Linked DNA regions of Zea mays: region 2 is linked to region 1. A link is a contact called in public Hi-C data. All regions are on one chromosome and are shown on one strand. The core of a region is the stretch at or near the end of the contact, and the rest is flanking DNA. Distances in the headings are between cores, read along the strand shown.

What was found. Hi-C and Micro-C count contacts between places; a contact is called where the count stands out from the background.
Region 2: a contact with region 1 is called in a Hi-C map of bundle sheath, with 2.0 times the contacts expected there. The contact joins the enhancer-like site here to the promoter of LOC100191417 in region 1. A contact is called at or near these places in 2 of 25 Hi-C or Micro-C datasets (bundle sheath and tassel).

Annotation. Positions count from the first base shown.
Region 1 is chr6:157,594,619-157,597,946 of Zm-B73-REFERENCE-NAM-5.0, forward strand. LOC100191417 (Pentatricopeptide repeat-containing protein) reads left to right here and starts at 1,823. Exons shown (of 1, transcript NM_001136851.2): 1 at 1,823-3,328. The coding sequence starts at 1,916. The coding sequence ends at 3,121. LOC103631518 (auxin-responsive protein IAA1) reads right to left here and starts at 1,233. Exons shown (of 1, transcript XM_008652412.2): 1 at 712-1,233. The coding sequence starts at 1,164. The coding sequence ends at 712.
Region 2 is chr6:157,850,039-157,853,366 of Zm-B73-REFERENCE-NAM-5.0, forward strand. No RefSeq gene overlaps it. Among protein-coding and RNA genes, the nearest start is that of LOC103631519, 4.9 kb to the right of the region's middle. Within about 2 kb of position 1,518, at least 19 of the 20 cell types and tissues checked have an H3K27ac peak or open chromatin away from gene starts, as enhancers often do. A contact at or near this core is called in bundle sheath and tassel, where this site is marked.

The DNA.
Region 1 (3,328 bases), core at 573-3,072:
TTGCTATTGATCTAAACACATTTTTGAAAAATTTTCATACCAAAACTTGAGATATAACTAGCATGATTGCATGAATGTATCAGAATTAAATGTATCTTGCATTATTTTTTTGTTCCACATCATGTTTCCAAGAGAAAAAATTACATTTTGGAAGATACTAAATATATTTTCATGATATTTAACTTTTTTATTTGGGCTTTGTTGTATCCCAATTTATCTCAAAGACTTTTTTTGAATTTTTAGAAGCTTAGATATTTTTCCAAGTTCAAAACCTTATCATGTGTTTGTTTGATTTTTTTTAACTAAGAAAAAGGATGTAACGCCTTAAAAAACACTTTTACTCTGGTAGATTTTGGAATGTAAAATATCTCATTTTAGAGTTTGTACGGAAGATAGACTAGTTTTTAAAATAAAACTTAGGCCTCGAACAGCGAGCCCCGCCACGCTCTCAGCCCAGTGAGTTATTTGAGTTTGTAACAATCTCGTCGCGCGGCTTCGCCACTATATTACTCCGCAGCTGCGCATCGCCAATTTGGTATTATGCAGCACATATCCGCGCCATATTGGGACTGTTGTTCTCCCCTGCTCTGTTACCGTGTGTTTTCTTGCGGTTGATGAAGTTTATGTACCCCTTCGTCCTAATCTACCCCTAGCCGTTTGAGTCCATTCTCTATTGCGACTACTCATCTATTGCCCACGCCGCCGTCTGCCTTAAGGTGACCACGCCGGCGTCTGCCACCAGGTGCCAGCGCCGCTGTCTGCCAACATCTGCCCGCGCCGCCGTCTGCCAGCAGGAGCCCGCGACCCCGTCTGCCAGCAGCAGGTGCCCGCGCCGCCGTCTGTAACCTCGTCTGCACTGCCACCCGCCTGGAGGTCCACCTTCCGCAGGTAGGCCGCGCCGTCGACGACCACCTTCACGAAATTGGCTGCGCGGCTGGCCTTGCTGGAGTCGGCGAGCGCGTTCTTGCGGTACGACCTCACCGGCGGCCACCCCACCACCCGCGCCTTGGGTGACGGCGCAGCGTCGGAGGGCGCGGCGAGCGAGGAGGAACGGTCGGAGTCGGAGCCCGGGAGGCGGAGGGTGAGGGCGAGCGTGGTGTCCTCGTAGCCGAGCCTGGAGGCCGCGGACGACTCGGTGGAGCTCCGCTCCGTATCCACCGACATGGCCGGCGGCGGCGTGCAGCGTGCTGGGCTCCGAGCTCGGCGGCTTCCGCTCTGACTCTGTGGGCGAGGGAGGCCTGAGAGAGGGAGGAAGGGCGAAGGGGAAGGAGCTGTGCTCCACCCACAAAGAGGAGGCTGCTCGGATGGGGAGGAACGAGGAAGAGAAGGGGCCTCGGCTGTAGCAGGGAAGGGGCGCCTGTTTGCCGGCTTGAGGGAGCAAGGGGCCAAGCTAGGAGCCGAGGCCATGGGGCGAGCTCACCTGCTCGAGCTCGGACCAGAGGAGGGCAGCGCCTGCCAAGGGAGAAGTGGAGGTCGGCCATGACCAAGGTCGCAGGGGCTCCCTGGAGATCCAGCTGGTGGAGCTCGCCTGGGGGAAGATGATAGGAGGAGCAGGGGAGGGGCTGCTTGCGTCGTGGTTACGGCAGGGACAAACTTGACTTTTACCATAGTTCATAGACGGTAACAGAGCTCGGGAGAATAACAGTCCTAATATGACGTAGATATGTGCTGCATAATACTAAATTGGCGATGCGCAGCCGCGGAGTAATATAGTGGCGAAGCCGCGGGACGAGATTGTTACACACTCAAATAACTCCAGCCCAGTCGCAATTCGCAGATAGGTCCACGTCCACTTCTCGTCGCTAAACGCGTAGGCGTAGGCGGCGTAGCTCACCTCCCTGCCGCGCGGCAGGCGAGACGGCGGTCCCTGGTGCGTTGCAAGCAGCACCCAGCAGGCAATCGCTAACAGCGCCGGATGCCGCCTGGCCCCGCTACCACGCTTGCCTCCTTGAACTCCCTCCTCGCGTCGCTTGCGCGCTCCGGCCGCCCTGCGCAAGCGCTCTGCACGTTCCGGGACATGCTCGCGCGGGGCATCCCGCCGGACCACTTCACCCTGCCACCCGTGCTCCGCTCCTGCACTCTCACTGGCGCCGCGGGCCTAGCTTCCACCTCCCACGCGCTCGCCGTCAAACTCGGGGCCCAGGAAAACCTTTTCGTGGCGTCTGCGCTCGTCCTTTGTTACGCTGGCCTGTCGAACCTCCCCGACGCGCGGAGGCTGTTCGATGGAATGCGCGAGCGGGATGCTGTCCTCTGGACTTCTATGCTGTCCGCCTACGCGCAGGGTGGGGAACCGGACGCGGCTATGCGGTTCTTTGGTAGCATGGTGGCAGCAGGGATGGAGCTGGATGCGGTGGTCATGATCAGCCTGCTGCTCGCTTGTGGACAGCTTGGGTGGCGCCGCCATGGAAGGAGTGTGCACGGCTGCTGTATCCGGAGGTTCCTAGGGATGCCATTGCCCCTTGGGAACGCACTTGTGGACATGTACGTCAAGTGTGGGGACTTTGCATTCGCCCAGAGGGTGTTTGTTGGGATGCCTAGGCGGGATGTTATCTCGTGGAGTGCGCTGATCCTTGGTCATGGTTTGAATGGGCGTTCTGATGTTGCATTGGGACTCTTCGATAGAATGTCAGCCGAAGGAATCCGACCGAACTCAGTCACTTTTCTTGGGGCATTGTCAGCTTGTGCACATTCTGGCATGGTGGACAAAGGATATGCTATCTTCAAGGGGATGAAACTGTCGGGCATTGAGCCTGAACTGAAACATTACTCTTGTATGGCTGACATGCTTGGGAGAGCAGGGCATGTTGTCGAGGCTATGAAGCTCATAGAGGAAATGCCTTGTGAGCCCGACGAGGCCATGCTTGGAGGTGTACTTGCAGCCTGCCGAGTGCATGGAGAAATGGAGTCTGCTGAATGGGTTTCCAAGAGATTGATGGGCATGTCTCCTGGAAAGAGCGGCTACTATATGAGCTTGGCAAACATATATTCAGATGCTGGGAGGTATAGTGACGCAGAGACAATAAGAGGATTCATGAAAGAACTTAAAGTCAACAAGCTTCCTGGATATAGTTCAGTTGAATTAGATGCTGATAGATTCCACATACTGGGCAATAGAGTCTGAAGTGTTTGATCAAAATCTACTCTGTTGGGGCACACACTTCACTGCAGTACATGCATTAAATTGATGGGTAAAGAGAACATAGTACGAGTATACAATAGTGGAAGAAAGAATGAATGGTAGTTTCAGCATGAGCATAGGCTTAGCTTTTTCTGTTAGGTCCCGTTTGTTTCCTTTTATTTTGAGGAATTAGAATCTTACTAATGAAAT
Region 2 (3,328 bases), core at 268-2,767, 260 kb after region 1:
TCCTAATCAAGTTTTGTGGATTAAGTTTCAAGTTTTTACAGGATCACCTATTCACCCCCCTCTAGGTGCTCTCAAAAACAACTAAGCATAATGTTCTACTGGTTATACGGCTTCACCCAGTGTCTGTTACCCTTACATTTTTTTCCATCCGTGTGTGGGTTCGAACCCCACTTTCTGCACCGCTTTTGCACATTTTACGATGACTTAACCAAATGGACCGATGGTCTAACGGGCCGGCCCGACACGGTCAGCGTTTGGGCATCTATATGTGGAGGTTTGGTTTAAGACGTGGAGGTTGGTTGCGCGGAGGGGATGAATGTATTTGAAATAGATGTGATGATTTATTTGTAAAAAAAAAGATGACGCAGAACGATCATTGAAACTGGTGGTTTAATAGATATAGAGATATATATGTCATAACAACTATGCATATCATCCTGGTTGCGGAGACAAAACTGACCGGCTTGTACCTTACTGTCCTAAACCTCAATTAAAATGAAACGATCGAGCTCAACCTGCCAACTGACAGACACCCGGCCGTATAGGTTTGGCTTGTTGCCCATACCGCATGGATCAGCTGTGCTAGCCAAGCGGTCATCTACATTCAGGGTTAGGCAGGTCGGTCGGTCGTCAGATAACCGGACCTTTGTCTGGTCCGACCGTCCCACCAGGTATTCAGGAGAAAAAGATGATGTCTATGACTCATGTGGCAGCTATCTTAGATTTATTATTATTCAATAGTGTGTCAAATCTTATCTCGAAATGCTGAAGAACTCAACATGGGATCCGATCATGTTCTACTGGTGGCAAGGCATTATATACTGGTTGTCATGATTTGTGATCTGACCGTCTGAGTAGGACACCCCGACCAATATTTTCTGACTATTTAAACTATGAATGAATGCCGTCGAGTAGTTCAGATCGATCCGTCACCTGAGTTCGAATATTCAACATCCGGTATTGTATCACTATCGAAAATACTTAAATACTGCTCTCTCCATTCTTTTTTTAATTGTTGTATCTTAGTTTAAAAATAAACTAGCGAACGACAAATATTCGAGAACGGAGTCTATGATATTGATGTACTTTCATAGCTAATACTACCGTATTATATCTAAATCTAAATAGAAAAATAAAAACAAATATAATAATGATGGTATCCTTACGGTTACGGTATCAAACCCGTTTGCAACCCTATGAAGCAATCATTCAACAATTATGCATAACCGAGGAGGTGCTGAGTGCATGACCAAATTAGATTTGCTGCTAAAGGCATCATCAGTTACTGGTACTATCACTCAGTCGGTGTGCGTGACGGCATGTGCGCGACAGCGACCAAGGGCACCAAGCAAGCAGTACCGGCATGCAGGAAGGCTGGTGCGCTGGTCCGTTTGCTGTCATCCCGATCCGCCGGTGCCGTCGTCCCGTTCACAAGCTCAGGCGCTCTCACCCATCAATCATTAGAACCGGACACGCGCCTACTTCACCTTTACAAGTGTACGTACACAGGACGAGCGTCACGGGCCGGCGGTGTGGTGCGCTCGGGTGGTCTGGTCTGGTCTGGTCGCCGCTGGTGCGCGCCGGTCCCATCCCGATCGGACACCGGGACCTTCCCGCTTTTCCGGCGCGACTGCCGGACGTGGCAGATTCGGCGCGCACGGACCTGCTTGGTGTCTTTCCGCTGGTCCCGAGGCTCGCCCCTGGATCCAGCGCCGGCCTTGATCGAGGGGACGAGACCATACGGGCGGTGCACGCCGAATCCTCCGCATGTTGATCGCGCCGTGCGGACGCGACGAGACGTCGGTGTCGCTCGTTGCGCTCGTGTGTGTGCGCGTCAAGCTGGACCGGGACTAAAATTTGTGGCGTTCCGCCGTGTGACCTGGCTCACCGCTTCCGTGGTCGCGATCGGCCGGACGGGGCCCTAGCCCGACACCGGCGCTGCTGCCCTTTTTTCTTTTTTACTTTCATAGAAAGAAATCGCATTCCCGTCCCGTGCAATGCAACGCGATAAGATGAAGACGTAGGTTGCCAGGTTGCTAAACGTTCGTGTAAAACCAGAACAAAATTGTCTTCATTTCTATTTTGATTCACACTTTCTATAAAATTTATTTAGAAGCTATAGATCATTCTATAATGATAATGACATACATGATATGCTTTTATATATATCACTAGGTGAATGCCCGTGCGTTGCAACGGGACCACTACATTGCAACCTTTAATATCATACAAACTTTTATATATGATAGTACAATACTTGCACATTGCTACGGTTTGTATATATCATGAGAGCTACATGTTAGATCAAGGACACACATAATCGAGAGGTGAACCCGTCGTTTGGGTCGTCGTCGAGCCCGCCACCGACGCGCCCGCCACCGCCGAGGTGCTCCGCAGCACCGGCGTCATGTACATGCACCTCGCCTTCAAGCCCGAGGACAACTTCAACGCCGCCGACGCCGAGGCTCACGTGCAGCAGAACGCCGAGCTCGCGCACGTTGAGAAGCACCGACTCACCGGTGTCCTGCACTTCGCCGACATCTAGAGCTGCACTTCGCCGGCGTCCTGCACTTCGCCAAAAAATCAAGACTTGATCATTGATAAACCAACATGGAAGATAGTTTGTTTTGACACCCACATCTAGAGCTGTTGTTCACTGAATTAGTTTAAAACAAATTTTGATATAAAATGGAAATAATACTGACCAGGCATGGCTAATCGTGAACGGTTAGAAAAACGTTGCCTCTGAGATCCAATTTGAGATGTTCGGTTATTCTGATCAATGCGCTTATTAGATTTCAATCGCTGTTTCTTTGCAGAAAGTAGCCGTACATGAGTACATCCTCTTTCCACAAGTGACGATATGCCTTGAACTTCATTGTAAGAATCTGCTCTTTCAACCTCAGCCTGGTTTTACGTACTCCAAGTCTTTCTTTGCCAATCAAATCAATCTTCCGTTGGCTAAGAAGATCACTTGATGCCAACAAATCAAGGGCAGATGTATCAGCAGGCAATGATTTAAATAGCACTTCATTCATTTCTTTGGCTATATCATTATTTGCAGATGTGAAAGAACTGTGTAAATCAGACATATGATCACAGTATGTCCATTGCTTCACTGGTAGTTCATCACTAACTTTTATTTTCATGGAATCAGCATGGCACAGAGAAGTTTTCGGCCTGTCATTGTTAATATCATTTTGAGACCCAGCTTCTTTAGAAGCTATCCATGAGCTAAGATCAGCAGCTGCACATGCCTTACCCTCAGCAACTCCAGGAGATACATCACTCTTCTGAAGGAACTGTTTTTGCATTGCGAACTGGAGCT